Linked DNA regions of Sus scrofa: regions 1, 2 and 4 are each linked to region 3. A link is a contact called in public HiChIP or PLAC-seq and promoter capture Hi-C data. All regions are on one chromosome and are shown on one strand. The core of a region is the stretch at or near the end of the contact, and the rest is flanking DNA. Distances in the headings are between cores, read along the strand shown.

Region 1 (5,505 bases), core at 2,241-4,740, 200 kb before region 3:
ACCAAGTGGAATGATGGGAGGCCAGAGACCAGTGGATCACTGATCCTTGGGCCCTTACGTGTGCCTCCTCTTTCTAGGGTGAGTCCAGACACTTGCTGTTGTGCTTTTTGTCCGTTTCCTGATTAAGTTGGCAGCTGCAGAATTCTCAGTTTGTTAATCCTGCTTGGTGGCCCCTGTCTGCCTAACCAGTTGGTAGACCATTGAGGGCTCAGGCCCAGAGTGGGCCAGTTAACTCTGTTCAGAGTTAAACACTGCACACGTGAGTCCGGCTAGAAAAGGGGTCCCAGGGATGGTCAGAAAGAGAAGGGCTGTTTTAGTTAATGTGTCGGTGTTCACGAAAAAATAACTTCTTCGGTCGATGAGGGATTACTAGTGGTATCTTATTGTTCATTGATTCTGCATCAAACAATTGAGAACGTACCTCAGGTGGCCAGGACTTCTTGTTGGGGAGAATGAAGAGCAATAGGGTCTAAGTCCAAAATCGTAAAAGGACTAACCGGGTAGGGTCTACACGTATTTGCTTCCATATCCCCCAAATAAAAACTAAGAGGTTGCCTCTGGAAGATTATCTGGAGTTTCACATAGAAAGAAGTACTTCTTTACATGGGGTGAAGTAAATTCAAAACCATTAATTACTCCAGGAGAGTATGGAAGCCAAGTTTTTTTTTTTTTTTTTTTTTGTCTTTTTGTCTTTTGTTGTTGTTGTTGCTATTTCTTGGGCCGCTCCCGCGGCATATGGAGGTTCCCAGGCTAGGGGTTGAATCGAATCCAACTAGGAACCATGAGGTTGCGGGTTCAATCCCTGGCCTGGCTCAGTGGGTTAAGGATCCAGCATTGCTGTGAGCTGTGGTGTAGGCCGAAGACGCGGCTCAGATCTGGCGTTGCTGTGCGGAGGCTGCAGCTCCGATTAGACCGCTAGCCTGGGAACCTCCATATGCCGCGTGTGCAGCCCTAGAAAAGACAAAACAAAAAAGATCTGCCTCTTAGAGCTTGTTGTAGGTAGTACTTTTTAAACTACAGTATCTTTCTTTTTTCTTTTTAGGGCTGCACCCATGGTATATGGCGGTTCTCGGGCTAGGAGTCGAATCCGGAGCTGTAGCTGCTGGCCTACACCTCAGCCATAGCAAGACGGGAGCTGAGTCTGAGCTTATACCACAGCTCAAGGGAAGCCGGATCCTTAATCCGCTTAGCAAGGCCAGGGACAAAACCTGCATACTCATGGAGGCTAATCTGATTGTTTCCACTGAGGCATGATGGGACCTCCTAAACTACAGTCTTTGAAAGTGGACCCAAAGGTTAAAAATGCAACACAGAGGTGTTACTCACCCCAGAAATATGTCTACAGGTTTTCAAATCATCTGTTACAGATTTATCATAAGAGCGCCTCATCCTTCCATATGTTTAAGGTCTAAAAAACCTGGATGCTGGTGTTCCCTCCACAGCTCAGTGGGTTAAGAATCAACTACAGCGGCTCAGGTTGCTGCAGAGGCGCAGGGTTTGATCCCTGGCCCAGTGCAGTGGGTTAAGGGATTTGTAGGCTGCAGCTCTGGCTGGGATTCAAGCCCTGGCCCGGGAACGTCCATATGCCGTGGCTGCAGCCACAAAATGAAGAAAAAAAAAAAAAAACAGAAAAATCAAAAACGAAACTGAATGAGCCTCCCTCGCTCATAGGAATGACCTGATAAAAATACACCCTGTATTTTGGTCTTTCATCTCCTCAGCTAAAGTGGGAGACAGGAAATTCAGAGAATGATGTTCTAAGATGCTAATGCCAGGAAGAAGGGCCCCCACTGGGCACCTCTCCATCTGTAAACCACCCAGCTACAACCAAGTCAACTACCTGCCTTCCACATCACTCATTATATCCTGTATTTTAAAGTAATTATTCCCGGAGTTCCCTTCGTAGCTCAGTGGTTAACGAATCTGACTGCTCTCCGTGAGGACTCCGGGGGGATCCCTAACCTCGCTCAGTGGGTTAAGGAGCTGCGTTGCCCTGAGCTGTGGTGCAGGTCCCAGACGGGCTCAGATCTCACGCGGCTGCAGCGCAGGCTGGCAGCTACATCTCCGACTGGACCCCTGGCCTGGGAACCTCCATGTGCGGCCCTGAAAAGACATTACATAAATAAATAAAATAATTATTCTCACCCACTCTTTGAGCACCTATTCATGGCAGGTTCTGCGGAAGTGTGGGCATAAAGTCCCCGACTTTGAAACACTCACAGCCTAGCGGACAGAACACTTCAACCGCCCGTATTTACTTCCTAAGTGCCTACAAGTTTGCAAGAACGTCAATGCTTTAACAGAAGCAGAGGGAGTCGACTCAAAACTTGTTCGTACCTGTCCCATATGATTCCCTGCTGCAAGTGTGTTTTGCTCTTGTTGTTTCAACCTGATTAAACCTTTCCCCAGGCAGGGCTGTCTCCTTTTGGAATGAATTTCACAGAAGCAAGCAAAAGGCTGGCACAAAGCAAGCACTCAGCGAGCATAACGGGAAATAAGCGTTGAGGAAACACAGGGAGGGCCCCCCTCTGTCAGAGGTTGTCTGGGCCGCCCTCCTGATGCCATAGCTCTTCCCATCAAGGGGAAGGCCTGCCAGTATCGACCCCAAACTCGTCTGGGACTCAGGCCGCTGGCAGCACATCCCCTACAAAGGGCGAACCCCATGGAGACGCCTGGGCCTGCGTCTGGCGCTCTTCGCCCCACGAGAGAGATCGAGCTGGCAGGCGCCCGTGCGGGGTGCAGAGCCCCCTCTTTCCTAGCTCCCCCGGCGCGCACGACGGGTGACCAAGCCTTTCAAATAAAACTCCGTTGCTGGCTATGGGTTCGAGCCCCGGCCTCACTATCCTCTGAAACCGGGCGGCTGCTACGTCGGTCAGCCAACCTCCGCGCTTCAGGCTGTTCAAGGGCGGAAAGGAGCTAAAATCCGTCCCTGGCGGCCCGCGCTGGGGAAGCGAGTGCAGCGCGCGCCCGGCCACCTGCCTGCTAAAGGAAGGGGTTACTCCAGGGAAATGCGGCCGGAGGGCAGAGCCGCGGGGCGCAGAGCCGAGGCCCGGGTGGCGTGGGGGCAAACCGAGGAAGGGCAGCAGCCGAGCGGCGGCCGGGGCGGGCAGCGCGGGAACGGCGGAGGCGGGCGGGCGGGCAGCCCGCGTCCCTCATCCGCCGGCCTCTCACCTCGCTTGATTACATGCATCGCCGCTGGTGGACGAGGTGCTGACGGATACGAGACGCGGCTGCAACTCCGAAGCGTCGGCGGGATCCAGACGGCGCAGAGCGCGGAGGAAGATAGAGCTCCAGGGGCTGCTCGGGTGCAGGGCCAGGAACCAGGCCAGAGCGCACTTTCCCCTCAGGGCCGAGTACCGCGATCCGAATCCCCTTCCCGCTCCCGCCAGCCGCGACGCAGGAGCCGCACAACGGAGCTCCGATGACGTTACGCGACGCCGCCCGTAACGGCGGCCAAAGAGTCGGCCTGGTCCCGCAGCCGCCATGTTGAGTGTGGGCAGGGCCCAGGAGAAGGCGCGTGTGTGGGCACGCCTGGCGGGAACGTCGCTCTGTCGCCGCCATGTTGAGTGTGGGCAAAGACGAATTGGAGCCCTGTGGCGGGTCGTAGCACGCCGAGCCCGCCAGGCTTGGCCCCGCCCCTCTCGCCGGCACGCCCTGCGTGGGTGGAGACGGTTCAGGAACATTTGAAATACCAAGCCCTCGGGTTGGATTTTTCTCGGCTTGATGACTGTTACACTAGGATAACCCGAGACTGCCACCGTGGGCCTGAGCTCCGCAGCCGGAGGCATTCGGGAGCCCCACGACCTTTTGTGAGGTCGCCTGGAGCCTAGCGCGCAGTGTTGGAAGCGAGCCCTGCTAGGCCAAGGGCGTTGGGCAAGAGGAACGAGCCCTGCCGGGGTTTTCAGCGGGGCAGGAGCACTGACCTTTTTAGTGCTGCTTTTTGGAATTACCAGAAGTACTAAAAGTACTGCTTTTCGAATTACCTAGTGGATGGTGGCAGAGACAGGGTCAGCAGTACGGCCTTGCGGAGGGAGCATGGACAGGACTTGGAGACCGAATGTGGGGAGGAAGAATGGAGGAGACGTGACTCAGGAGGCTCAAGTTTCTGTGGGCTAGGCAAACTGCCATCTATGAAATCTGAAGTGGCATCCCTTCCCTGGATCCTTTCATCGGTTTCTTACTGCTCTCCACGTGGTCCAGGCTTCCTACGAGGTACAGCCATACCTGGAGGACACTAGCATTTTGGTTCCAGACCATCACAACACAGAGACTGCCACGATGCTGCAAGTCATAGGAAGTTATATTTACATTACACCGTCGTCTATTAAGTGTGCGATAGCATTATGTCTTTAAAAAGATGTACGCACCTCAATAAACACTTTATTGCTAAAAAATGTTAATTACTATCTGAACCTTGAGCGAGCCATCAACTTGGTTCCCGTGGCGGGTTTGAAATGTCGCAAGAAGCATCCAAATGTGACACAGAGACATGAAGTGAACAAATGCTGATAGAAAAACTGCATTGCTTGCCACAAACCTTCAATGTGTGAAAAACGCAGTACCTGGGAAGCACAGTCAAATGGTTTGCTCCTAATTCTAAGAGTCACAGGGGACAGCTGAAGCCATAGGACAGGCAAGAGATAGGGTTGCCAGATTTAGCAAATAAAAATAACGTGTCCCAAATAGTGCGTGGGACATAATTATACTAAAAAGGTACTTGTCTGAAATTCAGGTTTATCTGAGCTTCCTGTATTTCATCTGGCAGCTCTACCCAGAGGGCTCTTGGGTAAGTGTATTAGTTTCATTTTCCCTTGGCAAAGGCAAAATGTCTCTTCATCCTGTCTGCTATGCCACAAAGAGCACAGAAAACACAATGAGAATCAAGGCCAGCAGAGATTAAAATCTCCTACATGCTTTATTGGACTTCAAAGAGTCTTATGAAATAACACAGAAAAACCCATGTGAGGGTGTCCAGGGGGTACAAGGCAGTCTGCAGCCAGCACCTCCTAAGACCAGCCCCAGGAACCCCTACCCCAGGCCCCAAACAGGATCCCGGGGTAAAGACATGGCAGGGAGTAGGGCAGAGGGGAAATACCTTTACAGCCACAGCAAAAACAGGTGAGGGAGAGAGGTGTCTGGGGGTGGGAAGGGCAGGGGGAGGTGGTCGCACAGCCGCCTTGACCTATACCATTTTCCTTGGCCACCCCTTCCCTAAGCTGGCTGTGTCCCTTCTGAGCCTCTGGCCCAGGCTATGCCGTAACATGAAAACGGGCTCTGACAAGGGGAGTGCATGGTGCAGGCACTTGGGAAATTCAGATTATTTCACTTTTCAATTTGAAACTGTCTTTTGGTTCAAATGCGACAACATGCTGCCCAGCAGCTCCAAGGCCCGTGACAGCCCCTGAGTCGTGGCTGAGGCTCCCATGACTAGGGGAGCCGACTATCCAGAGCCTCAGGAGTCTTGATGCCTAGGGAGCACTTGGGCAGCACCTCTGACAGACAAAC
Region 2 (5,226 bases), core at 756-3,255, 160 kb before region 3:
ATTGTAAAACATACATAAACATTAAAGAATGAGACAAAAATGAATGCAATATAAATACAAGTTACCTATATTTTCTTGTGGCACTCCAGGGGATTGTCTTGTGCAGTTGGAAACCACTGGACTAAGAGTCCAGCTCAGCTCAACACAAATGAGCTGCTTTACCCTGCATGCTGCCTCCGTCATGGACCAGCTTGGGTAAATCACACAACCATTCTGATCCTCAACCTCTCCTTCTATAAAATACTCACCCAGTTATTCAAAACATTCATGGTACACGACTTTGGGCCAGGCGCTGGGGACAAGACAGAGAGCCTATAGCCACGTTGCTAACAATCTAGCAACACCTCTCTCAAGAGTTGTGGAATTAAATGAGTCCATATATTTGAAAATGCTTAGGATTTAATACAACCTCAGTAGTAACTGTTTCTTTATATGAGGTAGATGTTGAGGACTGGTCAGAATCTGGGTGGACAGAGATTTCCAGCAACGAAAGAAGCATGAGCAATTCAGAGAGCTGTAATGTGTGGGGCCTGTTCAGTGAACTCTGACTCCAGATTGTCCAGAGTCCAAGGGTTACACATAGGGACAAGCAGAGTGAGGCCATGCTGAGGCCAAATGATAAAAGCCCTTGAAAGCAGGTGGCCTGAAATTCCAACATCATTGAGCACCTACTACTTGCCAGGCCACCACTCTAAAAACTAGGAATAGAGGAGTTCCCTGGAGGCCTGGTGGGTAAAGGATCAGGCGTTGTCACTGCTATGGCTCAGGTCACTGCCGTGGTGCAGCTGTAATCCCTGGCTCAAGAACTTTTGCGTGCCACAGGGGTGGCCAGAAAAAAAAAAAAATTAAAATCTAGGAATATAACAGTACACAAAACAGTCACAGATCCCTGGTGCCTATATTCTGGTAGAGGGAGACAAATGAAAACTCTCTAACAAATAATTATCCGTTGGGTAGTAATAAATACCGGAAGAAAAATAAAGCAGGGTAAGGGGATAAAGAATAGTGCTACGTCAGATCAGATCAGGGAAGGCCTCTCTGACGAGGTAACATCTGCCGAGAAAATGAGGACATGAGCTACGTGGATACTTGGGCGATGGAACATTAGGTGTGACTGCCTAGCACATGAGCTGCAGCGGTGCTTCCCGGGATCGGCCAGAACAGATGCCTGGCCTTGGCCATTTCTTTTTCTTGTCAGAGAAAGAATAAGCAGTTAAGAAGTAGGCTCCTGAATCAGTATGTCCCTCCCCTAATGGTGGTGCCTCCAGATAATGCCCTCACTTTTGTCGTTTCAAACTTGCATCCCAAAAGACCTACGTCTGGCCGAAAGGTTACCAGTACCTTCTCTGTCTCTTTCATGCATCTGTCAGTAAGCTGGTCACACAGTCAGCCTTTGGTCAGACAGAGTCCAGTGGTTAAGAATCTGGACTTGGGAACCAAGTGCCTTGGCTTGAGTTCAAGACCTGCCACTTACTGGACGTAAGACCGTGGACAAGGTACTTAACCTTCTGTGCCCCGTTCTGTCACCTATGAAATGATGAGAGGCGGGTTCTCACATCACAAGAGTGCAGTGAAAAGAGGACAAGCTCCCAGCACCCAGGAAGTGCTAAGCAAACATTAGCTGCTATTGCTTTCGCCATTCATTCCTTCGCTAAGCTCTCACGGGCTTCTAGCCTAGCAGATCCTTGACTCGTTTCTAGATACCCAGCTCAATCTGGATGACCTCCAGCACCAAGGCTCTCTTCTGGAGAGGAGACAGGGAGTTAAACACGAGCCACGCCGTGCGACAAGGGCTAGGTAAGAGGGATGTACGGCGACACGGAGTGACGGACTGCCGGAGTGAGTCAGAAAAGCCATCAAGAAGCCTAGCCTCTTATCTGGCAACTCTGGACAGAGAACACTCCAAGACACCGACAGTCTTACCAAAGCAGCACTCCCCAAGGACAGTTTGCAGCTGAGGCCTGTGGTTTGTTTCTCTGAGTGGTTTCCTTCCGGCTCTCAGCAGCAGTTTGTCATCTGACCTAGAGGGCGGCAGACACCATGCCAGTGTGCCAACACGGCATCAATACCAAGCTCTAAGCTGTCACTGCAAAAAAGAATCTGGCCGTTTCACCCAGGCCCCACGAGACAGGCCCACTAGGCTATCTGGCAATAAAACAGGTCAGCCAGAGCCCGAAAGGACATACAGTGAAGACCACCTGTAAAGCAGAGACCAGGTTAGAGAAAGACTAGCAGCGTGGCTGCAGAGGAGCCAGGCAACTTGGAGTTTGGAATGTTGACTGAGCCAAACAACTTCCATAACACACACAATGGCAGACTCAAGGACAAACTCTTGTCTTCCGCATCCCTGTTCTGGGCCAGGTCCTGTGCCTTAACGTATAGAATCAGGAAGTTCCGCTGTGGCACAGTGGGTTAAGGGTCTGGCATTGCTGCAGCTGTGGCACAGGTGGCAACTCCTGTGCAGGTTCGATCCCTGGTCTGGGGACTTCCACACGCTGTGTGTGCAGCCAAAAAGAAAAAAAAAAAAAAAAAGATAGAATCATATAAGATAACGCCCTTGAGCAGTCTGTCGGGGAAATAAAAAGGCGAGGGAACAGACAGTTGCAATTCGTGTCTAGGTGCTGTGATGAGATAAATACAAAGAGGCTAGAGGAACAGAGAACGCACTAACCCAGCCTGTGGTTTTTCAGGGAAGATTTCCTAAAGAAAGAGATATTTAAATTGAGTCTTAATATCAAGTAGGATTTAACCAGATCAACAAAGAAGGAAGGAACAGGGAACAGTATGTGTGAGAGCATCAAAGGATGGAAGAGAACGGCAAGTGGATATCCTAGTAACTGCAGGTGAACCAGTGCAGCTACAGAGAAAGGGCCATGGAAAAGATAATAAAAACTCACAGAGGAGCTCCCATCGCGGCGCAGCAGAAACAAATCCGACTAGGAACCATGAGGCTGCAGGTTCCATCCCTGGCCTCGCTCAGTGGATTAAGGATCCGGCGTTGCCGTGAGCTGTGGTGTAGGTCAAAGACAAAGCTCGGATCTGGCGCTGCTGTGGCTGTGGTGTAGGCTGGCGGCTACAGCTCTGATTCGACCCCTAGCCTAGGAACTTCCATATGCCGCAGGTGCGGCTCTAAAAAAGCAAAATAAAATAAAATAAAATAAAAGACCCATAGAAAATATGAAAACAAGTGGAGCACAGAAATAAGCACGAGCCTGGTATGCAAAAGGACTCTAGCACAATGCCTTGTATATAGAAGGAATTCGGTTAATTTTGTTTCAAATGCAGGCATGTTTACACTAATTGGAGGAGAAAAACAGTAACTTTGGGGGCCGATGCTACAGAGGTGAGTAAGGAACAAGAGCATCCAAATATGAGGAAACTCTCAGAATATAAAAGAAAGCCAGATTTTCATTTACATGCACATACTGATTTTTCTTCCTGAGGTAATTCATTTTGAGATAACAAATGGACATTTAATTCAGTGCATCTAACACCACATAGATAAACATGAAAAAAACAATGGCATTTTCTACAATAATTTCTTTCATCAACAACAATGAAGCTTTCAATACTTTATTTTGATGATTTTTCAAATGAGAGGGCAGTTGCAGCAAGGAGGTTGATTCTGTTACAAGTTAATCACTGAAGGGATGTTGCCTATAACCTTAAATTATACATAACGGCCCATCTCTGGGGACCCTGCTCCCCAAGGAATGAGCATTTAGCTAAAATACCTTTGTTTAGCTCACAGGAAATATCCTGACCACCTGTCAAGGGCTGCAGGTGGGAAGAAATTACCGCATCCCCTTCGGGGGCTGTACTGGGGCCAGGACACGACTGACGGTTAACCCCCACCCCCCTTTGGTATACGAGCAGACTGAATCCAACTCGGGCAAAATGGTTTTTTGGGACAGGGGTCCACCACCTTCTCAGTCTGCTGGCTTTCTGAATAAAGTCGCTATTCCTTTGCCCCAACAAATAGTCTCTCAATTCATTGCCTTGCTGTGTGGTGAGCAGTACTTGCTTGGACTCAGTCACAGCTATGACGTCAACTAAATGCTAGTTCTACACGAGTTAAGTGTTGCCTGACCAACAGAAAAGTCACTATCTTTTCAAAATAATATATGGTTACATATGATTACAGAGGAATTTACCTGTGATATTTTTAGTAATATCTTCATTTCTCTAGGTTCCATTTAATAATAACTCTTCCATCCCGAAATTTAGTGTCCTAGATAACCGTTTCATTATTATAAAAAAAAATGGGGGAGGTCTCATCATGGCGCAGCGGAAAGGAATCCGACCAGAAACTATGAGGTTGCGGGTTTGATCCCTGGCATTGCTCAGTGGGTTAAGGATCCGGCATTGCTATGAGCTGTGGTATAATCACAGACACAGCTCAGATCTGGTATAGGCTGGCAGCAAGAGCTCCAATTAGACCCATAGCCTGGGAACCTCAAATTCCATGGGTGTGGCCCTAAAAAGACAAAAGACAAAAAAGTAAAAATTTTAAAAAAAAGTTAAAAAATGGCGACCCACTAAAAATGTAAGCAGAGACCTGGTCAGATTTATTTTAGAAAGATCTCTCTGGGACCACCTGAGGGACAAACTGCGGTAGAGCTAGACTAGGCTAAGAAGCAAAGTATGAAAGCATTCAAGCAAAGCAAACGATGATTAAGCTGCTGGAGTTCCCATTGTGGCTCAGAGGAAATGAATCTGACTAGTATCCATGAGGATGCAAGTTCGATCCCTGGCCTCACTCAGTGGGTTAAGGATCCAGCGTTGCCGTGAGCTGTGGCTCAGATTTCAAGTTGCTGTAGCTGTAGTGTAGGCCAGCAGCTGCAGTTCTGAGTTGACTCCTAGACTGGGAACTTCCATATGCCACAGGTGCAGCTCTAAAAAAAATAAAAGTTAAAAAAAAATTTTAAAAGATGATTAAGCTGAGACTTCTGATTCAGGCCAAGATGAAGTAAATAGGATGGAATTTACCCTCCCTCCTGAAACAACTTAAAAAAAAAGTAAAGACAGGAGTTCCCATGGTAGTGCAGCAGTAATGAACTCAACTAATATCCATGAAGACACAGGTTAAATCCCTGCTCTTGCTCAGTGGGTTAAGGATCTGGCAATGCTGTGAGCTGTGGTGTGCATCACAGACACGGCTCAGATCTGGTGTTGCTGTAGCTGTGCCTGCAGCCAGTATCTATAGCTCCGATTTGACCCCTAGCC
Region 3 (5,757 bases), core at 1,146-3,645:
TCGGAAAAATGAGCACGGGATCCAGTTTCTTCACCAGCAAAAATGGTGATGGCATCACTTGCCCCTCATTCTAAAAGGACAATTTTGAGACTTTTGTAGGAAAACCAGCTGAGAGACTGTAAAACACAAACTTTAGAGAACACACAAATTGACTAAATATGTTGAATCTGATTCCAAAAGGTGGCAGCTTTAAGGGTAAGTAAAACACCTGTGTTCTGAGGCTCCAGAGGGACAGGAAAGGCTACAAGAGTTCCTGGCTGCACAGGAAGCTCTTCACCAAACCCTTTAGCAGAGCCCAGTTCATGAGCCTAGGCCACCTCTTTGCAAAAATGAGTTCCTATCTGAGTCACAGGCAAAGCCCCAGACAGTCCTAAGGGGACAGTCTACCAAATAGCTGCAACTGGGGCCTCCAGGTTACCCCAAACCATAGTCACTTCCAGCACCAGGGTCTCTGAGACTTCCTGGGATTCAGTATACGGTGGTGACAAACTAATTTCTGAACTGAGAGGAAGAAAGAAAAAAAAAAAAAAAAAGAAGGCTAAGTAGGATAATCCACACAGCCAGGCCCCTACAACACATGGAGGGCTATTTCCATAAGCTCGAATCAGGAGCGTTGTAAGGGATGTTGGAAGGACCTACGGAAGGCACACGAACACACACGAACAAATCTTCCTGATAGCTAGCCAACATCTAACTTCAAAACGTCTTCCTTTTCAGCGTGTGTCTAAAATATAGAACACATTCCCCCCCCCAAAAAAAATATATGTATATATATGCACATTTTATGTCAGGCGCTCATATTACAGGGTGAAAAAGGGACATATTATCAATTACAAACAAGGATGTCACTGGAACAGCAGAGATGCTCCTTTAGTCTTTTTCAAAGTTTGACCTACATCTGCCTACCAGTCCTCCCCTTCCAAGCATTGAGCTGGGTGTCAGGGGCCAAGGAGACACTGTTTGGAGAAACAGGATTCACAGGCAAGAAGGGCCCATCTTCAAAGCAACAGCCGAGGTACCATGCTGGTACATTGGGCAATGCTGGGCTCACTTGGAAGCCAGCACCTGGGGTACCTGCAATCATATCCAGCCCAGTCAAGGAATTTAAAAGGGGGGTTCCTAAGAAAGGGTCTATGGCCAAAGCCAGCCTCTGCATCCGTCCACGAAACTTCCTAGCCACCACGACCTCCACTTCCTTTTCCTCCCTGTCATCAACAGATACTGACTCCAGCTCGCCCACCCACAGAAAGAACCCAGCTATAAACTCTCCTCACTCTGAGTTCACTGCTTCTGGCAAATCCCAGTGACAGGGTGAGAGACATGGGAATACGAAACTGAATTCCTTCTCAGCCTTATGTACAACAAGTCAGTTTTATTTTTTTTTTCAAATGGTTTTTATTTTTTCCATGATAGCTGGTTTACAGTGTTCTGTCAACTTTCTACTGAACAGCAAAGTGACCCAGTCACACACACACATATACGACAACTGGATTTTAAACGTGCTCTGCTCTCCTGCCACAGCACTCCAGGGCTCCTGCTGTTTGACAAGGCTCCCTGGGTGCACAGGGAAAACCAGGACAGATCGAAAATACCGTAGAATTCCTACCCTCATCAGTCAGAAGAGAGAGAATAAGCCAACAAGTGGTCCCAGGAATTTTATCACGCCCGTTTCAGGAAAAGGCCATTGAACTCCACGGCGGTAAGTCAGAAACCATCTAAGGAACGAGCTGCTTTGCTATTTCAAAGGGGCACAGCTAGGAGACAGCGGATCACCTAGGGGAAGGGAGGGACTTGGCTTCCCACACTTACTGGAATAGCCCGGCACACCTCAACACTACGTTATGGAGTAACAGAGCTGGCCCGGTCCTGGCTCTCCCTGACCAACCCAAGCAGCCTCAACCTCCCTGTGCTGCCAAGTGCTGAAACTGGCCAAGAGCAACAGCCTTATCATCCGCGCAGGCCACCCTCGCAGTCAAGTCGTCCTGAGAAGGGGTCTTGGCCTGCTGACCTGCAAGGCCAAGCTACCCCAAAGGCAGACCTCCTTTCACTGCCAACAAAGGACACCCTGAGGAGGGATGAGTGAAGTTGTCGGAGAGACAGAGAGACAGTAGTCACGGCTCCTGAACAGAAAGAACTCCTTGGACTACTAAGAACAGCCAGTGCCATGTGTGGGGCCTCCATCCACTGCACATGCAGAGACCCAGGGTTCAACTTCCCCACTTGGGCAACTCAGTTCTTGCCCGTGGCAAGGCCTTACCTGCTGCAGTGGACTCCTCAGAACCGGCCCCTGAGCCAGTTCCGGTCGCCTTCTCGCCGTGGCTTTGGCTGAGGCTCTGGCCGTGATGCAGGAGGAGCCCCCAGAGGAGCCACAGGGCGAGACGGGCGCACACATCCATGACTCCCGGTCTCAGTCACCATGCGCCGGCTCTGGCCACCTCGGGATCCCAGAGGCAAAGCCGGGAGCCCCGGAGTGCAGCCGACGGTCCTGGAACCCCAGGCAAGATGCCCTCAAGGTGCCGCAGCTGTCCAGCCACCCGCGAGTTGGCCTCCTCTGGCAGCCAAAGGTCAAGTGCTCCAAGTTTGGGCGCAGGAGGAGGGCCGGCGCCTCTGGTCCAATAGTGGGTCCGCCGGAGCTGCGACGGCCTGAGCGCCCTGTCGGCTCGGGCCGCTTCCGGAGAGTTTGGGCTGGGTGGCCGCGGAGCGGCTGTCAGCTCCGCAGCGGGCTACACCCCTGCGAGACGGGGCGGGCGGACAGGACGACCTGCGGGCACCGGGGTGGGGGAGGGAGACAAGAGAGGGAGAGAGGGGGGCACCTGGCCGCGCCCCGCCGAGCAGCAGCGAGCAGCACAGGTTCGAGGAGGGCGTGCGACTCCCAGGCCCCCGCGGGTGGCTCGGGGATCCCAGGCCTCCTAGGCCGAGGTCAGCGCCCCCGCCCAGTCCCGTGCCCAGGCGCCCGGCAGTGCCCAGGTTCAGCAGGCGGACGCGCACGGGCCAGGCCCGGGACAGAGGCTCGGGAGCGGGCGGGCGGGCGGCGCGGGGCGGGCCCGGGGCGGGCGGGGGCGTGCTCTCCGGCAGGCCCGCCCCGCGCCGCCCGGCCCCCAGCGAAGCCCGGGCCCGCCCCAGCGCCGGGCTTCTCCCGGAATAACCTGGGCAAGGCAGCCGCCCGGCGCCCCCGGACCCCCGCGGGCGCTCCCGGCCGCTGGCCCGCGCGGGTCTCGGCCAGGACCGCTCTCCCCCGCCAAGGCTCGGGTCCCGGCCTCCCCGTCCCCCGCGAGCGTCTCCCCCGCGCCAACCGCCGGCGGAGGGACCGGCGGGCCCCCGGCACGCAGTCGCTCAGGTAACCCAGGCCCGCGGCGACAGCTGCGAGGATGACAGTAGCAGCCCGGCCCGGATCTCTGGCTCCACTCGCCTCAGCTCTAGAGCCAGGCTGGACAGAAGCCCTCAGCACCACTACTGCCGCCCGGGGCTGCGGCGGCGACAACCGCCGGGCCTGCTGCGGCCGGGGGCGCGCTCCCAGCCCCCCACTCCGGACAGGCAACCGAAGCTCCGCCCTCCCGCCGCGCCTCGCAGCCAATCGGCTTCCTCCTCTCTGCAGCTTAGGAACCCGCGCGCTTCGTCACCCCGTGCGCAGCGGCCCCTGGCGGGCAGATCTGGGTGCTGCAGTCGGGACCCGGGCTCCTTGGGTGGCCCTGCCCCTTTGCGGAGCGTTGGGGAGAGGAGCGAGGACCCGCCCCGCCGGAGGCCCATTAGGGCCTGTTGGTGTTTTAAGAGGAAATGATGCCAGAAAACAAAATGAAGCGTCCAAGCCACTGTAGGTAAAACTGCCCTACCCCTCCCCTAAGTCTCAGCTCAAGGGCCCCCATCTGCCTTCCTGACCGCCCGCCACACACTCATTTAAGCTAAAACGGATGCCCTCCCTCAACTCTCACAGCGCGTTTTCCCACCTGGTCCCCTCCTCAGGTCCCCTCCCCTCCGAGATTTTCGCGGGTAGGGCCTGTGGCTCGTTGCTCCCTGCATCTTACTCTCCCAGCCCTCTGTGGCTTAGGGGCGTTAGCGACCTGCCCCCATAAAGAGGGAGCCGCCCTGGGCCGCCTTCAACAGAGCCTGCACTTCCTGTTCTCGTCTCAAGTATGCTGTCAGCAGATCTTTACTGAAACCTGCTCCGTGCCCTACCCTGTCCTTGGCATCAGAGGCAGGCGAAGGGATTAGGCCTGGTCCCTCCTCTGACACTGCTAAGCCAGCTACCTGTCCTGAGCAAGGCTTCTGGAGACCGGCAACATGGATTTGCCCAACAGCTGCCCGGCTTAAGGGTTAGGCTGTTGATATAAAAATACACATCTGACGTCACCTACTACCACTCACCCCACTCATTAAACTCCAGTCACCCTGGCCCTCTTTAAGTTCCTCAAACGCACGGAACCTCAGCTGCCCCCCCCCCCCCCACTAGGGCATTGTGTCTGCATGAAATACTCTCCTCTGCCCCGGTGCCACCACCTCTTCATATAGCTGGCCTCTCCTTTCAGATACACTTCCAGATCATCTCAGAAACTGCTGCTCTGACCCCCCCCCCACACACACACACCTTTGGTCCAGAATCAGACCGTACACACGTCTGCCTTCTCCATCAGATTGTGGCTTTTCAGAGATCAGAGGCTGTGCCTTACTCATGTCTAGGAAACAACCATCCAGTCATGGGCCCTATACATAGTCAGGGTTCAGTAAAAGCTGGTTGGCAGAAGTTAATTCCTCTGATGACTCTTTTCTCAAGTAACAGTGGTGTGCTGAGAAGCTGGCCCTAACAGAAGATAAGCCCCTGATCTAGGTTCTCCTAGACCTACACTCTGAGCCAGGAGTCTTAAGCTCAAACAGCAAAATGGGGAAATAGCCAATATTACCGAGAGAAGTAGGTGGAAGTAAGAGGGAGTGGTGGGGACAGTGGCACACTGGTGAGTAGGCAGGAAGGTGGACTCAGTATTGTTGGATCACTTTTAGGAGAAGATGAAAATCTGAACTTTTAAATGATATAGCCCTTTGGGAGTTCCCATCATGGCTCAGGCGTAACAAACCTGACTACCATCCGTGAGGATGCAGGTTTGACCCTGGCCTTGCTCAGTGGGTTAAGGATCTGGCATTGCCATGAGCCGTGGTGTAGGTCACAGACATGGCTCGGATCCTGCGTTGCTGTGGCTGTGGTATAGGCCGGCGGCTACAGCTCTGATTAGACCCCTAGCCTGGGAACCTCCATATGCCGCAGGTGCAGCCCTAAAAAGACAAAAAATTAAATATAAAAAAAAAAAGACATAGCCCTTTAAAGGTATAAAACCCTATATAGGCCACATAAAACACATTTGCAGCCTACATTGATCACTCAGACTACTAGTTTATCCTTTCTGCCTAAGCCAGTCCACCTGCTGGTGCACTCATTTGTCTGAGAGAACACACAAGACAAAAGGAAAGGAAAGCATGCTTAAAACAACCTCCTTTCAGCTCGAGTGCATCATTTCTCTTCTTCGCCCCCATGCTATTTCTTTGGGGGTATGGGTGCAAAACGCATTTGGTCCAAAAGAGCCTGGGTCTTGGAGGCAGGAAGCAAGGGTATGTTACCAATTCACACCAAGGCCTTGAATCTCTCAGAGCCTGTTGCATTTCCTGTGAGGCTAAAATGGTGTCTGGGAACTAAAAATAGAATTACCATATGCTGTAGCAATTTCACTTCTGGGCACCTGCTCCCTAAAATTGAAAGCAGGTTCTCAAAGA
Region 4 (5,529 bases), core at 726-3,225, 190 kb before region 3:
TCTCATCTTTTACGTTTTTCTTCCATTTTTAAAATTAAAGTAGTTGATTTATAACGTGCCAATTTCTGCTGTACAGCAAAGTGACCCAGTCATACTTATATATCTGAAAATCTCCTTTCTTATATTATCGTCACCCACGGTCTATCCCAAGAGACTGAATACAGTTCCCCGGGGAATACAATAGGACCTCATGGCTTATCCATTCTAAGTGTAACAGTTTGTCATTCTTTACTTTTAACCGTTTTGTATGCTTCTATTTAAAGTGTACCTTTTGCAAACAGCAAATAGTTGGGTTTTGTTTTTTATCCACAGACACTCCTTGCCTTTCAACTGTATTGTGCAGATTGTTTACATTGACCAAGGCTCAACAAAGGGCTGAAACCATACAGCACATGTTCTTTGACCACAGAAAAATTTAAAGTGGAAATCAATGAGAAAGATAAATAGCAAAGTTCCCAAGTATTTGAAAATTAGGCAACACACTTCTAAATAACCACAGGTCAAAAAGGAAATTCCAATAGAAATTAGAAAACATTGTGAACTGAATGACAGTGAAAATTAAAATATTAAAACTTAGGCAATGCAGCAAAAGCAGTGCTGACTTGGAAATTTATAGCTCTAAAGGTATGTATTATAAAAGATTAAAGGTTTAAAATCTATAACCTAATCTTCTATCTCAGGCAATGATAAAAATAAGAGCAATTTTTAAAAAAAAATTTTTTTTTAAGGGCAAGACTTCCACACTAAATACTACAAAACATTATTGAGAGAAACTTTAAAAGACCTAACTCGATGACAGGATAAACAATGCTCCCGAGTTAGAATAATTATTGAAAATGTTAGTTTTCTCCTCCGCTAATCTATAGATTCAATGCAAAAATAGTAGCAGTCCCAGGGGAGCATGTGTAACAGGGTGACAAGCCGACCTGGGAAGGCGAAGAACCCAGAATGGCCACGGGCATCTCACAGAAGAACAAAGCTGGAGGAGCGAACACCATCACATTCCAAGACTTGTTGTGAGAGACATGGGTAAAGAGACAGACAGACACACCAGAGAACAGAATCGAGTATCTGCCTGGGGGAAAAAACCTTCATCTCCTACCTCATCTCACACACAAACGTTAGTTTGAAATAAACCATATCCCTAAATGTGAAAAGTAAAAGAGCAAAGCTTTCAGAAGAAAAGTTAGGAAAATATCTTGGAGTTAGGGAAAGATTTTTAAACAGGCCACAAAAAGCACCAACCATAAAAAAAGATTAATTGGACTTCATTAAAATCAAGAACTTCTCTTTGGAGTTCCTGTCGTGGCACAGTGGAAATGAATCCGACTAGGAACCATGAGGTTGTGGGTTCCATCCCTGGCCTCGAACAGTGGGTTAAAGATCTGGTGTGGCTGTAAACTGTGGTGTAGGTTGCAGACGCGGCTCGGATCCTGTGTTGCTGTGGCTGTGGTGTAGGCTGGCAGCTGTAGCTCAGATTTGACCCCTAGTCTGGGAACCTCCATATGCTGCGGGTGAGGCCCTAAAAAGCAAAAAAGAAAAAAAGGAAAAAGAAAAAGAAACCCAAATCCAAAATAAACACATGGGAAGATTAAAAAAAAAAAAAATCAGGTAAATAATTTGGCTTAGCGTTTCCGACCATAGTTTCCCTCTGGGAAGAATACTGAAAAGAGGAGGAGGCAAAAGTGAGCTTTCTGAGCGCTTAAAAGATCCTGACTCTTGATCCGGATGGTGGCGACACAAGTACACGCACGGGTAAGGGCTTGTCGGCTGTATACTTTTGATTTGCATACTTGATGTAAATACCTCAACTAAAAAGGGACAAAATAACTAGTACCATCTGTTAGTCGCTGTTCTTTGACAACCACGGTGACCATTTTTTGCAACGTTTCCACCGCGCTTGCGAGTAAGAGTCTGGTGACTCAAAGGTACTCTCGGAGCCCGCTGCGTCCCTCCCACGTGACCTCTGGCCCCTCCCCGTGGCCCCGCCCCCAGGGGGCTCCGCACTTTCCCACCTGTTCCAGCTCCTCCTCCGCATACTTCTGGCGGCTCCGCTCGTTCTCCGTACCCTCCCGCAGCTCCTTCAGCCGCTGGGCTTCCTGCTTGGCAAGGTTGATCTCGTCACGCAGCTTCTTCTCCAGGTGCACCTTCTCCACCTCCACTGTGCGGTGCTCCTCCTGGGCCTTGTGCAGCCTGGGGACGAGGCAGGCAGCTGGAGAAGGCCAGGGAGGGGGCACCAGCCGCCCCGCCATGAGCCGTGGCATTGAAGAGGAAAACGAGGGCTCCAGCGCTCAGAATCCATCGTCATTACCGTAATTTTTTTTTTGGCCTTTTAGGGCCACACCCACAGCATATGGAGGCTCCCAGGCTAGGGGTCCAATTGGAGCTGTAGCCACCGGCCTATGCCTGAGCCATGGGGGATCTGAGCTGCATCAGCGATCTACACCACAGCTCACAGCAACGCCGGATCCTTAACCCACTGAGTGAGGCCAGGGATCAAACCGAGTCCTCATGATGCCAGTCAGGTTCATTAACCACCAAGCCATGATGGGAACTCCCATTACCCTAATTCTCAGGTTGGCCATCACTTTGTCGGTAATGAAGGCTACGAAGCTAGATTCCTGGGTATCTGAATCCTTCTTTCTATGGTGTCTCACATACTAAGATCATAACTACTAGTTTTGGGGGGTATTTCACATTTGTCCTCTCTGCAGATAATGACAGACTGTATCACTATCAGCCTGGGACAGGTAGGGACATGAGGGGCATTAACGGCAGGTGGAGCTGAGACTGGAATTCCCATCCGTTCGACCTCAAAGCTCATAACCATTCCCCTTACACTCAGGTATCTGGAAGGTGCAATAAATGTAGAATACCCTGCAAGCCAGACCAAAGGCCCAGAGAAAGCCCAATGGCTGAGACACGACTGGGGTGGCAGTAGCGGAGAGATTTGGGAAGGGGAGGAAGGAACGACTGAGCTGTACCTCTTGGACTCCTGAGGACCTGTGCTCAGAAGCCCAGAAAAATGAAATTCATGCCAAAGGGGCTGGGCAGGGCTTGGAAGGGCCCCCTGTTGCTCCCAGCCCTTAGCTCCCTTCCTAAGTATCTTCCATGGTGGGCAAGAGCTCAGGGGCGTCAGTTATAACGAAAATACCCTTGTACCCACCCATGCATTCCCTCTGCTCACTGGAAAAACAAAACAAAACAAAACAAAAACTCAATGCATCCAACCAAGCTTCCTCCACAGACCCATCTATGTTCATTCAGTCAGGCATCCTTCCACTCATTCCCAAGTACTTAAGGGGGTTCACAAAATGACAAGTCCAGGGCTGAGCCCTAGATATACTGACGCGAATGAGAAAACCGTCAGTGCCACTGAGGCAGTCAGGATTTATTTATTTGTTTATTTTTGTCTGTTTTGCCTTTTCTAGGGCCGCTCCCACGGCATATGGAGGTTCCCAGGCTAGGGGTCGAATCAGAGCTGTAGCCACCTACACCACAGCCACAGCAATGTCGGATCCTTAACCCACTGAGCAAGGCCAGGGATCGAACCTGCAACCTCATGGTTCCTAGTGGGATTTGTTAACCACTGCACCATGACGGGAACTCCGGTAGTCAGGATTTAGTCCAATAAAGACACGTAAACAGACAGCGGCACACAGTGTGACAGGTTCTATAATAGAGAGACACACAAGGGGTTGGATAGGCCCAAAGGATGGGGTGACAGACTCTGCCTGGAAGGACTCAGGGCACAGGATGGCCTGGGCAGACTCAGCAGAAAAAGTGAGTTTGCTCCTTCCTCCAGGAGAGGGAAAGGACCTAGCCACTGTCAGCTCTTCCTACCCTCGTAACTACCACGCGACCAGGGGACCAGGATGGGAAGGGAAAAGGATGATGAGGAAGACAAGTGACATACGGCTTCGCCCTGAGCTACAGAAGAGGAAGGCCAGGCTGTAGAACAAAAGCAGTCCAGAAAGAAGAGCACTGAAGAGTGAGTTAATCCCGTGGGTGAAACAGAAGAGGCAGAAACTGAACTAAACCTCTGAAAAATCCCAAGCCCGGATGTGTCGGTGACCAAAGCCTCAAAAGATGTGGTGACAAGAGGAAAAACATCTAGGCTGCAAGCTTACTGCTGACAACTCGCAGTCTCCGGCCCCTGGAGCTGCAAGGACTTTACCCCGACCCCCGTATGTGCACAGCAGGTGGCGCTAGAGGCACAGCGAAAACAAACCAGAGGCGCCATTTCCAGGCCCATCTCCTTCTCTCACTGAACAGTCAGTCCCTGACCCGACTGCTTGAAATTACACCATTACAGATTCAGTTCTCCACCGAACAGTCTCCTCCGAAAGCAGCCTCTTCCAAAAAGCCTATAATATGCCTGTCTTCTCTGTACAATCGGGAGCTCTTTAAAGCAGAATCTAAACTGACCCACGTTTATTACAGTCTTAACAGCATCTATAGAGATGAGCATCCGTAACTGCTATTGGGCGCAGAAATGAGCAAACATACGTACACTGAAAGCTTGCCCCGCGCCGCCGCCTCCACAGAAGACTGAGCACCTTGACAGCACATACGAGTAAGAAAACTAGGCGGCCTGACTGCGAGCCCTGCCTCTAAGGAGCTGTGTGACTATGGACAGGTCTCTTCCCTGGACAAGGCCTATTCCTTCATTTTCAAGTGGGAATCAAAATTCCTCCCTGCTTCAAAGACTTATCTTGAACCAAATGAAATCCTAGCTGGAATGCACATGTAGCATGATATGTAGTCATCCGAAATATCAGGAACTCTATTAAAAAAAACCATAGTGGCCGGCAGTGTAGGCCTGCTGAGCCAGGAGGGACAAGAGGCACGTGGGCTCTGGACACCGTCCGTCAGAGGGTGTGCGTGTGCACGGGTGCAAGGCTGGCCCTGGGCAGGTGTGTACATTCACTTCTCCAAGGGCCACAGGTCCTTTCGCTCTGGAGGCCTTGGGGAGCAGGGAGGGCGGGGAGCTTAGTTTTATCCCCAAACTTGGAATGTCTCCTGCCTAGATTCTTTGCCTTTGGAATGAAAACAGTACATGCTTTTCAGACAAGTGAAGAATGGGGACGGCCCACACAACAGCATTTAGCCCCCAGCTGGAAGAGGGCCCAGGAATAAGGGGCCCAGCAAAGTAGCCAGGAATCGGCTCAAAGATAAAACTCCTCTGGCCCCCCCAAGCTCAGCCCGCCGAAATGAATCTGCTCGGGCTGCCTTTACGGAGGCAGCAGGCTGAGGGTGTCAACACTCCTAGCTTCGTGATGTGTGACCCCAGAGAAGGCACTCACCCTCTCTGAGGCTTCACTTCCTCAGCTCTACAGTCGAGGTACAGTACCTACCGAACAGGGTCGTGGTGATGAAAAACAAAGGCGTTCAACAATACCTGGCTGAAAACGTCCGTTCCCCATCCCTCCAAAGAAAATAGTATCTACCATTTAAAAAGAACACAAAAGAGCCAGATCCCATTTCCTCTTACATGGACTCCTGAAAAGACTTCTCCACTGTCTAAAA

The links. Promoter capture Hi-C pulls out the DNA fragments that hold promoters and counts their contacts. HiChIP or PLAC-seq counts read pairs in DNA pulled down with a chosen protein or histone mark.
Region 1: a contact with region 3 is called in an H3K27ac HiChIP or PLAC-seq map of alveolar macrophages. The contact joins the promoter of RRM1 here to the promoter of STIM1 in region 3. A contact is called at or near these places in 1 of 47 Hi-C or Micro-C datasets (fetal skeletal muscle) and 2 of 2 datasets of contacts at active chromatin or transcription factors (alveolar macrophages and skeletal muscle).
Region 2: an H3K27ac HiChIP or PLAC-seq map of alveolar macrophages shows a contact between it and region 3. The contact joins the enhancer-like site here to the promoter of STIM1 in region 3. A contact is called at or near these places in 4 of 5 promoter capture datasets (fetal liver, fetal skeletal muscle and liver), 14 of 47 Hi-C or Micro-C datasets (fetal heart ventricle, fetal liver, fetal skeletal muscle and 7 more) and 2 of 2 datasets of contacts at active chromatin or transcription factors (alveolar macrophages and skeletal muscle).
Region 4: a contact with region 3 is called in a promoter capture Hi-C map of liver, with 18 times the contacts expected there. The contact joins the enhancer-like site here to the promoter of STIM1 in region 3. A contact is called at or near these places in 5 of 5 promoter capture datasets (fetal liver, fetal skeletal muscle, liver and 1 more), 26 of 47 Hi-C or Micro-C datasets (adipose tissue, alveolar macrophages, brain and 14 more) and 2 of 2 datasets of contacts at active chromatin or transcription factors (alveolar macrophages and skeletal muscle).

What each region holds. Positions count from the first base shown.
Region 1 is chr9:6,061,721-6,067,225 of Sscrofa11.1, forward strand. RRM1 (ribonucleoside-diphosphate reductase large subunit) reads right to left here and starts at 3,491. Exons shown (of 20, transcript XM_021062424.1): 1 at 3,172-3,491. The coding sequence starts at 3,190. It also overlaps a transcript of STIM1 not described here.
Region 2 is chr9:6,107,921-6,113,146 of Sscrofa11.1, forward strand. The region is part of intron 3 of STIM1 (stromal interaction molecule 1); the gene reads right to left. Among named protein-coding and RNA genes, the nearest start is that of RRM1, 45 kb to the left of the region's middle. Within about 2 kb of position 2,006, at least 31 of the 83 cell types and tissues checked have an H3K27ac peak or open chromatin away from gene starts, as enhancers often do. A contact at or near this core is called in alveolar macrophages, fetal liver, liver and 3 more, where this site is marked.
Region 3 is chr9:6,267,028-6,272,784 of Sscrofa11.1, forward strand. It overlaps STIM1 (stromal interaction molecule 1), which reads right to left and starts at 2,396. Exons shown (of 12, transcript NM_001130974.1): 1 at 2,258-2,396. The coding sequence starts at 2,396.
Region 4 is chr9:6,081,161-6,086,689 of Sscrofa11.1, forward strand. STIM1 (stromal interaction molecule 1) reads right to left here. Exons shown (of 12, transcript NM_001130974.1): 7 at 2,016-2,193. Among named protein-coding and RNA genes, the nearest start is that of RRM1, 19 kb to the left of the region's middle. Within about 2 kb of position 1,976, at least 13 of the 83 cell types and tissues checked have an H3K27ac peak or open chromatin away from gene starts, as enhancers often do. A contact at or near this core is called in fetal liver and liver, where this site is marked.